3 separate regions of the Sus scrofa genome follow, and regions 2 and 3 are each linked to region 1. Evidence: chromatin contacts called from public HiChIP or PLAC-seq data. All regions are on one chromosome and are shown on one strand. Each heading gives the region's core, a stretch centred on a gene start, on an enhancer-like site or on the middle of the called end of the contact. The rest is flanking DNA. Distances are from core to core; before and after follow the strand shown.

Region 1 (2,700 bases), core at 13-2,512:
CTTATCATTGTCTGCCTTTTGGATTCTAGCTATGTGAGTGGGTAGGAGGTTTGATTTGCATTTCCCCAATAACTAGTGAGGAGATGACTACATATTGATACGGACAGCTGAATAAGTGTATTTGGTATTTTTCTCATATATTTACTGAAACGCATTTCACATGAAAAACCCTTTCTCTTGACTCTCCCCTCCCCGTCCTAAAGGGTGTTGTAACATCTCTGGAATTGCTTGTATTCTGAAGCACATGGAGATTTCTGATAACGTTATGCCTAAAGTCACCGAGGTGTTACTAGTATGAAGACTTGATTAGGAGAATTGTAACATTTGTTCAGCGCTTTAGAGCCTATGGAAGTGGTTTCAGGAACATCTCCCTTAAGCATCCCTGTGACCTGTGAAGGAGCCCCAGAGCTGAGAGCTCCAGTGACTTACTTGTGCTCCCACCCTAGGCCCTGGGGGGTGGGGGTGTGTGAGGGGGGGCTGGACTGTGTAACATACTTTGAGGAGTAGGAGGCAGGACAAGACAGGCAGCCACTGAGGGGCAGGTGTAGCCCACCTTGCAGTCTGTATCGTCCCCCTGCCCAGATGCCCCACATCAGTACATTCAGTCTGAATAAAGATGGTGCTTGCTGCCATCCAGCTTTGAAGAGTCTCTCGGAATCATCAAACACTGTCCTCCCCGTGAGCGGACAGATCCTGGGGAAGAGGAGGGGCAAGGATTTATCCAGAGGTTCTCACAGCTGTGGTTAGAATGAATTCAGGCCTTTCACTCTTCTCTTTGAGTGTCACTGTTTTCAGAGTCCCCTGGCTCTTCTGGAAGGGTGGGTGAGACCCAGTGGAGCCTCTTCTCCCTGGGTCCCCAAGGATGCCTCTGGCTGGGATGGGCAGGGGAGGCACCACTCTGACCATCAGGGGGCCGTCCCTCTGTGGGTCCTTTGGGGCCAGCTTGCCAGCTGTGCAGTGTCTCCGATGGACCAGGGAGTTAGGATTGGGGGAGCTCTATTCCTCCCGGGGAAACTACATGGTTTGTCTTCCGCTTGAGGGTTCCCGCAGGAGGGAGCTTCAGGGCTAGAATCAGCGCCCGGGCCTCCTGGGCCAGGAGCAGACAGAGGAGGAGCTGCAGGAGTGCAGCCCATACTGGACCTCAGGCCTCCTGGCTGGTCACCACATTGTCCCAGGGACCCGGTAGGGGGAGAGCTTGCCCTCCTGCTCCCAGGCTGGGTCACCTCCCCTGCCTGTCGAGCCGAGTGCGGCGCTCAGAGCAGCCACTGGAGGGCGCTGCTGCACCGCGTTTGCTCAACCGGAGCCCCAATCCCGGCAGCCCCAAGGCCGGGAACCCAGAACCAGAGCTGCTTCTCCCTCCAGGAAAGCCTGGGGCACAAGCAGAGCTGTTTTTGTTCAGTCTCCATGAGCATTCCCCTCTCTCCCCTTCGTGTTTTAGAAAGGAAGCTGATATGAAAGGGGATCTGCCTGGCAATCGTGGGCTGTCTTTTCCTTCCTGCATCGAGTGTAAACCTGCTCTGATGAGGCCCTTTGAGAAAGGCGGATGGAAAACAAACTGGGATGGTTGGATCCTGGATGGAGAAGCCTTCAGTGCTTCTCTGCAGCACAGAGGGAAGAGTGTGGATGAAGGGCGGGGTGTGTCTGGGCATCCTTAGCTGTCCTCACCCCTCTTTGGTCCCTGCCCTGTGACTCTAGCTGGGCCCTGCCCACGGGCCTCACTGCTTCCCAGGGCCCATCTTTACTCTATCTGGGGTCCATCTAGCACGTGCCCTGCGTCCAGGTGAAGGGAGGCAGGCTTCTGCTTAAGAGGGGGAACTGTGCTTATTGCAGCTTGAAGGTGGAGCCCCTCCCACCCACTCTTGAGCTCCCCGTTGCGCCACAGGATTTCAGATCTCTCCGAAGCTCCATGTATCTTGCTTCTTGGTGGGCGAGAGGACAGCACGGTGGGGAGGCTTCAGTGACCCAGGTCCTGGGCCTGGCAGGCCCCTAGCTGCCTGACTGCCTGATCCTATGCATCCTCAGCTGTCAGATGGGCTGCAATCCCCACCTCAGGCCGTGTGGCAGTGGTGAGAGGCCTCGGCAGAGAGGAGGAGCCAGGCTGTAACTGGGAGGAGCCAAGGGAAGCCTCCTGCCCCTGTGGCCACAGCAGACTCCCAGGCTACCACAGGGCCCCTCCCAGCTTCCCTTCCTCACACCCTTTCTGGTTGCAAGCTCTTGCCTTTGGCCTTGAGGCTGCTCACACTTGCCTGAGGGCTGCACTGGGCGGTCAGGCTGGCTGGTCAGGATGGTCAGGCCGGGCCCCAGGAGGCAGCTCTGTGTGCTCCCATTGCTGTTTCAGGTACCTGTTCTGAGCAGCTGAGCCAGGCCCTGTCAGCTGGCACAAAGCCTGCTGTTAGCTTAATGTCTTTTAAATTAAAGCCATTTGTTTTATTTATTGGGGTAATTACTGTTAAGCAGCCCCATTAAGTGATCTGCCTGCTGGTGGGATGTGTGCTGCTGAGAGCCTGACCTCTTCGCCCTGCATTGGTGTTGATCTGGCCACAGCCTGGGCGCACATCTCTCTCCCTTCCTCTTCCTCTCCCGCTGGAGCGCACCACCCCTCCAGCCACCAGCGGGGTTCCATCACCAATGGGAGGCGCGAGGGCAGGAGGGCAGTCTGTGACATTTGGGAACAGTGTAGCTCAGGATGTAAACCTTCTG
Region 2 (2,700 bases), core at 115-2,614, 380 kb after region 1:
GGTTCTGGCACCTACATGATGCAACAGCCTCTTCCACATCTTTCCCACAATAGCCATTTAGTGTTGGCTAGATGTATGCCAAGGTCAGAGGCTTCACTACCTCCTGAGACACCTGATAGAAAGAACTAAGCCCTGTTTCCCTTTGAGTGCTACCTTAGGGCCACAGAGTACAAATTGCCCCTTTGTCCACAGGGGAGATCTTCAAAGATTGATTGGGTCTTCCTTTTTGAAAGGCTTCTCACCAGACAGCATCTTCTTGCTCTGAGACCTCACTCGGATCCAGTTTTTTCAAGTACACATTAGAGGTCTTCCAGTTCCCTGGTCCCCAAATCACTTGCCCATTGCTGTCCTCATATGCATCTGTTCATGGATCCCTGACCATGTGCCAACTAATAGCAATGCATGGCATTAAACATAGGCTGACTCTATCAGATAAATCCAACATTGAGTAGGAGAAGACGGTGCAAGATGCCTTACAGAGACTTTGTCCTCCCTCTTTTGAGAAACTTCAGAACAATCTTGCACACATTTGGGCATATTCAGAGATGGGCTTGCAAAAAGTTAAATTAAGTGTTCTAGAAGTTTTAAATTTACTTTCTTCTCTTTTACTTATCAGTTTGAGCATTCTCCAAATGACATTCTTTTGGGGGGAAAATAGTCTGAAACTTCATGAAATATATGTTTAAGCTATAGTAGGTAATAAAAATATGGCATCTGCATAGTCAATTATAATTTCCATGAGAAGATGGGTGTGAGCAGAGTTCTAGAAGCCTTTTGCTTTGCCTTTGTGTCTCTCTTGAGTAATTTCCTCTCACATCCTTCTGTCCCTAGGCCTAGAAACCTGGTAAATAAGCAAGCCCCGGAGAAATCCAGAGAGCCAGCAACATCCTGGAAATTTGAGGCCATGAGGTTAAGCACAAAAATGCTCTCTTTCCAGGAAGGAATGATTGAATCAGAGCAATGACCTTGGCATCCAATTAGTCCTTGTCCAACTTTTCCCACTCTTTTCCTCTCTGCCCCCTCCCCTTGTGCCCTCAGCTGGGGAGAGGGGGCTGGGACTGCACCCAGCTCTCTTGCATAAGCCATTCCTGTCTTTGGCATGTGCCCCAGGACTTTCTGCATCCACAAAGCAGGGCTGAGTCAAGCTTCCTCTCCAGCTCCGAGAAGAATGCCTGTCAGGAAGCTCAATTATTTCGAGAATGTGAAATACAGTATTTTAATGGAGTCATTTTCCATGTCGCTGTAGAAAAAGGATGTTGCATTTGTTGTTGGTCTATCTGCAAATGAGTCTTATTCACACCAGAGAGCTTTCCTGATTTCGACACAACCAACTCTGGGTACTTTTCTCTGCCACCAAGAGATTTTGGCTGTGGCTTTCTCTCCACAGGTGCAGTGCACTGAGACGGGCTGTTGAAATGTAGGAGGTGTTCTTAGGAAAAGGGACTGACTTTGGAACTAATCCTGTGATTACAGTGCCAACCTTAAAGCAAAACATCAAGCAGGGCGTTGGCATTTATTTCTAGATACTGTGCCTGGTCCTAAAATGAAACCATGATGCTAGCAGCAGGGCAGGAGAAACCAGTGCCTCTTGTGCTATTTGGCTGCTAACCATATGGATAAATTTTCCAACATTTTACTTTTGGTTGATGTTCTTCCCATAATAAACACCAAACCAGTCAGTACCAATAGACGGTTTTTGGCAATAGAGTCAAATTCCATTAGTCAAATGCCTCACTTTTCTTTATTTAGGATGGTCTGTTGGAGCCTCTTCTTTGTTGGAATAGTTTTATATGTATCACAGTAAAGATGATGAAAATAAATAATTAAAATAACAAAGTTGAAAGTATAAGTCATATTGCTGGGCTACGGAGCTCCAAATGCTTCACTACTCTCACACACACACACACACACACACACACACACACAATCCTTGTGTAGCAGTCATTTTCCAGATAAAACTGAGCTACACAAACATACTTTGGGTATGTGTGATTTCACTTAAAACACGCGCCCTGGATCAGAGACCTATTGCAAAATCCAGTCAATTCAGGGAAATGAATAATCCTTACTCTTGGATCACTTTGAGAGGGTTCAGGCTTATTCAAAGCCAGAAAAAGAAATGTTTTTTAGAACCAAAGCTTCCTGTGCTGTGTGGAGCTCTAGTATGACTTCACTGAGGGGAAGTAAAGGCAGAGGAAGGGAATGTCCTGGGAAGAGGCCAAGTGACCAGACCAAGGCTTAGAGATCTCTGAGATGCACCTACGTAGGTCTGGCCTGCCCTGCTCAGCAGTTTGCCTGCCCCTCCCCCTGGGGGGCGGGGAGTGGAGGAGAGAAGGGCAAGTGTCCTTGTTTGGATGTATGTTTTGCGGATGAGGGATAGGTTGTTAACATTTTTTTGACTTTGAAAATGCTCTTGACTGCCTGCTGCACCAAACTTGCTTTACTAGCTTAGAAGACAAATATGACTACATCTGTTCGCAATGTTCCTGCCAACCACTGTTGCCACCCCCACAGCCAAATTCACGGGAAGTCCTGTCCCTTTCCTGGTAACAACCAGGAATTCTCAAGTGCTTTCAGAGTAGAAAGAAGGACAAACCACCAGGGTTCTGCCTGAGAAGATCCCTCTGCTCCTCCCCAGGCTTACATGCCCACCACCAATGAAAAGGTGCTGGGAGGGGGATGGAGTCTCTACACCTAGGG
Region 3 (2,700 bases), core at 148-2,647, 420 kb after region 1:
ACCCTGGTGGACCCCTGCCCTTCAGACCCCTTGGGACCAGGGAAGGAAAGCAGATGGTACTCTGCTGGGGCCACTGAGGTCAGAGCTGCAGGACCCCATCCTTGCCCCTCTGGCTTGTGCCTATTCCTCCCTATAGGGTGATCCAGCCCTCACATGCCCTTTTCTGAGCCTGCCTCCTGTTGCATCTTGACCTCCCTGGGTGTTTTCACTTTCCCCAGCCTCCATCTCGAGGTTTTGGAGACTGGACTCTAACTTGACTCTGTTTTCACCAAGCGTGGGGGACCCTGTTGGAAGGGCCCAGGTCGTGCTTCCCCTGGATGGGGCCCAATGTGGCGTCCTCCCCTTCCCTCTCCTCCCCCTCCCTCTCCCCCTCTCCTCCTCCCTCCACCAGGCAGGCTGAGCTAGAAACCACAGGAAGGGGCTGGGTTGCCTTTGGCTGCTGAGGCTGAAAGCTGGAGGTGGGGGACTCAGGAAACCCAGGCTTGATTCCAAAGTGAATTGGAAAGATCCCCAATGGCCAGGGGATACCTTAGATACATGAGGCTCTAAAAACCTCTGAGTGGCAAAGGACTTTTTTTAGTTTCCGTTAAACTTCAAAACTTCTGCTTTGAAGCACACTCCTACCGATGAGGAATAATACGTCTTTATATTAATTCTCGTAAATAGAATGCATGGTCAGGGGAGGAATCAAAAAACTGTAAAACAGGATAAAAGGCAAAGGAAAGGCCCCTTCATCAGCCCTGATCCCACATTCTCACTCCCCAGAGGTAAATTGTGAGCAGTTTCCTGGGGCAGTTAGGTTTCAAAGAAACACAATTCAGGATTGAAGCTGCAGACTCTGGGTGGTGTGTTTGGAATGCAAAGGAGGAGTGTGCGTGTGTACATGTGGGAGTGTGGGCGTATGTGTGTGTGCGTGTGTGCGCACAGGCCGTGGGTTACTAACACAGGCTCTGCTGTCAATAGCCTGGGTTCAGATTCCAGCTCCTCTGCTCCCAGCTGTGTGGCAGGTTGGGCCATTTGCTTCACTTTTTAGCACCTCGGTTTTATTATTTGTAACTTGTAAATCATGATAATATTCGTCCTACCCAGTTGTAGAGATTAGAGGATTTTTCAGCTCATGAAACGTCTATGAACCTGCAAAAGGCGCTATGAAAACTGCTCATCTGCGCCTCAGTCCCACCTCCTTCCTGAACCAACGATAATTCCAGTAAGTCCTCCAGCGTGTGTACCGCCGTAGAGTTTACAATCCAGGGCACAGACTTTCCCAGGATGCAGACACATGATCCCCAAAGAGATGAAGAAACCCGGGAGCAGCCACTTGGCTCAGGTCTAGAGCTGTATGTGCCAGATTTGGGCCCAAACCCCAAACAGCGTGGTTTTCGGCTGCTCCCATGGGGACCTCAGTGGCTGTCTGAGACGTGAGCACAGGAGCATGTGACGCTGGGCTGAGGAAGGGCTCCTTCCTGCAGATCCCCTGTCACCCCTCCAACTCCCTCCAGGAATCCGGCCTCGTGATTTTGATGTGACCACTGGGACAGCCATCAGGCCTCTTGTCCTGGGCTCAAGCCACAGGTCTCAGGGGCAGAAGCATCTTTGGTCAAGTGTCTGTCTTCTTCCCTCCCCTTCTCCTTGATGAGTGTTTATCATTTTAAGCAATTTAATCACTTATCGTCTGGTATCTTTACAAAGGTATTGCTTTTTTCCGTATCATGAAAGTGGTGCCTATGACGTATTGAAAGCATAAACAAGCAAACAGAAAGTGAGACTAAATATCACAGCAGAATTGTTTTCTGCCTTCAAGGAGTGTCTTCTCTGGCTCCCAACTTGCCCAGTGATGCCCACCAAAAGCAAGGACTCTTCAGCCAAGGATTTGTGTCAGCCCCTCTGAGCTTCAGCAACAAGCTGATATCGTATGAAACTTCCCGAGTCACAGGATCACTGATTACAATGATTTTGAGCTGCAAATTTCTGATGTAATTAGATGACACCATGATGTAATAATTTTTAAAGCTGCTGCTTTTTAAATTTCTTTTTACATTTTAATTTATTCTTTTATACATGTGCCTCTTACTTGAAAAATGAAGTTAAGAACTCCACCCCTCAGGTGGAATTTGACAAAGTGCTCGGAAAAATCAATTTGGTCCGCGGATGTGAAAGTGCCTCCCTGCCTCGGCTCTGACTCTTTGATATACTATCACTGGGTTGTTTGAGCAAGAAAATAAACTTGTTGTAGGGTTTCTACAAACTGTTATCTTGCGTCATGGAACTCAAAGACCAGTGGGGCAAGAGGAGCAGGTAACATGCGGTTACCATGGGGGACACTGAGTGTTATTATAAAGATGTTTACCAAGGGTGATGGGAGCACCAGGATGGGGCACTGCCTCTTCCTGCAGAGGAAAGAAGGCCTGGAGATGCTTTACCAGGGAGCTGGACATTGAGCAGGAACTTGAATGACCTTTAGGGGTTGGGAGCACCAGGATGGGGCACTGCCTCTTCCTGCAGAGGAAAGAAGGCCTGGAGATGCTTTACCAGGGAGCTGGACATTGAGCAGGAACTTGAATGACCTTTAGGGGTTGGTTAGGCAGAGAAAGGATGGCGGGAAGAAAGATGCGGCAGGTAGGTAGGTGTGGCCAGGACCCTAAGGGGTGGGGGAGGTGGAAGGGGTAGGGTGTGAGCCAGAGTGGGGTGGGGTCCGAGGGA

Evidence for each region. HiChIP or PLAC-seq counts read pairs in DNA pulled down with a chosen protein or histone mark.
Region 2: an H3K27ac HiChIP or PLAC-seq map of skeletal muscle shows a contact between it and region 1, with 8 times the contacts expected there. The contact joins two enhancer-like sites. A contact is called at or near these places in 1 of 47 Hi-C or Micro-C datasets (subcutaneous adipose tissue) and 1 of 2 datasets of contacts at active chromatin or transcription factors (skeletal muscle).
Region 3: a contact with region 1 is called in an H3K27ac HiChIP or PLAC-seq map of skeletal muscle, with 11 times the contacts expected there. The contact joins two enhancer-like sites. A contact is called at or near these places in 2 of 47 Hi-C or Micro-C datasets (embryonic fibroblasts and subcutaneous adipose tissue) and 2 of 2 datasets of contacts at active chromatin or transcription factors (alveolar macrophages and skeletal muscle).

The regions. Positions count from the first base shown.
Region 1 is chr13:132,257,978-132,260,677 of Sscrofa11.1, reverse strand. All of the region lies in intron 1 of XXYLT1 (xyloside xylosyltransferase 1), which reads left to right. Among named protein-coding and RNA genes, the nearest start is that of XXYLT1, 11 kb to the left of the region's middle. Within about 2 kb of position 1,262, at least 33 of the 83 cell types and tissues checked have an H3K27ac peak or open chromatin away from gene starts, as enhancers often do. A contact at or near this core is called in skeletal muscle and subcutaneous adipose tissue, where this site is marked.
Region 2 is chr13:131,874,680-131,877,379 of Sscrofa11.1, reverse strand. No RefSeq gene overlaps it. Among named protein-coding and RNA genes, the nearest start is that of FAM43A, 210 kb to the right of the region's middle. Within about 2 kb of position 1,364, at least 17 of the 83 cell types and tissues checked have an H3K27ac peak or open chromatin away from gene starts, as enhancers often do. A contact at or near this core is called in skeletal muscle and subcutaneous adipose tissue, where this site is marked.
Region 3 is chr13:131,835,793-131,838,492 of Sscrofa11.1, reverse strand. No RefSeq gene overlaps it. Among named protein-coding and RNA genes, the nearest start is that of FAM43A, 170 kb to the right of the region's middle. Within about 2 kb of position 1,397, at least 8 of the 83 cell types and tissues checked have an H3K27ac peak or open chromatin away from gene starts, as enhancers often do. A contact at or near this core is called in skeletal muscle, where this site is marked.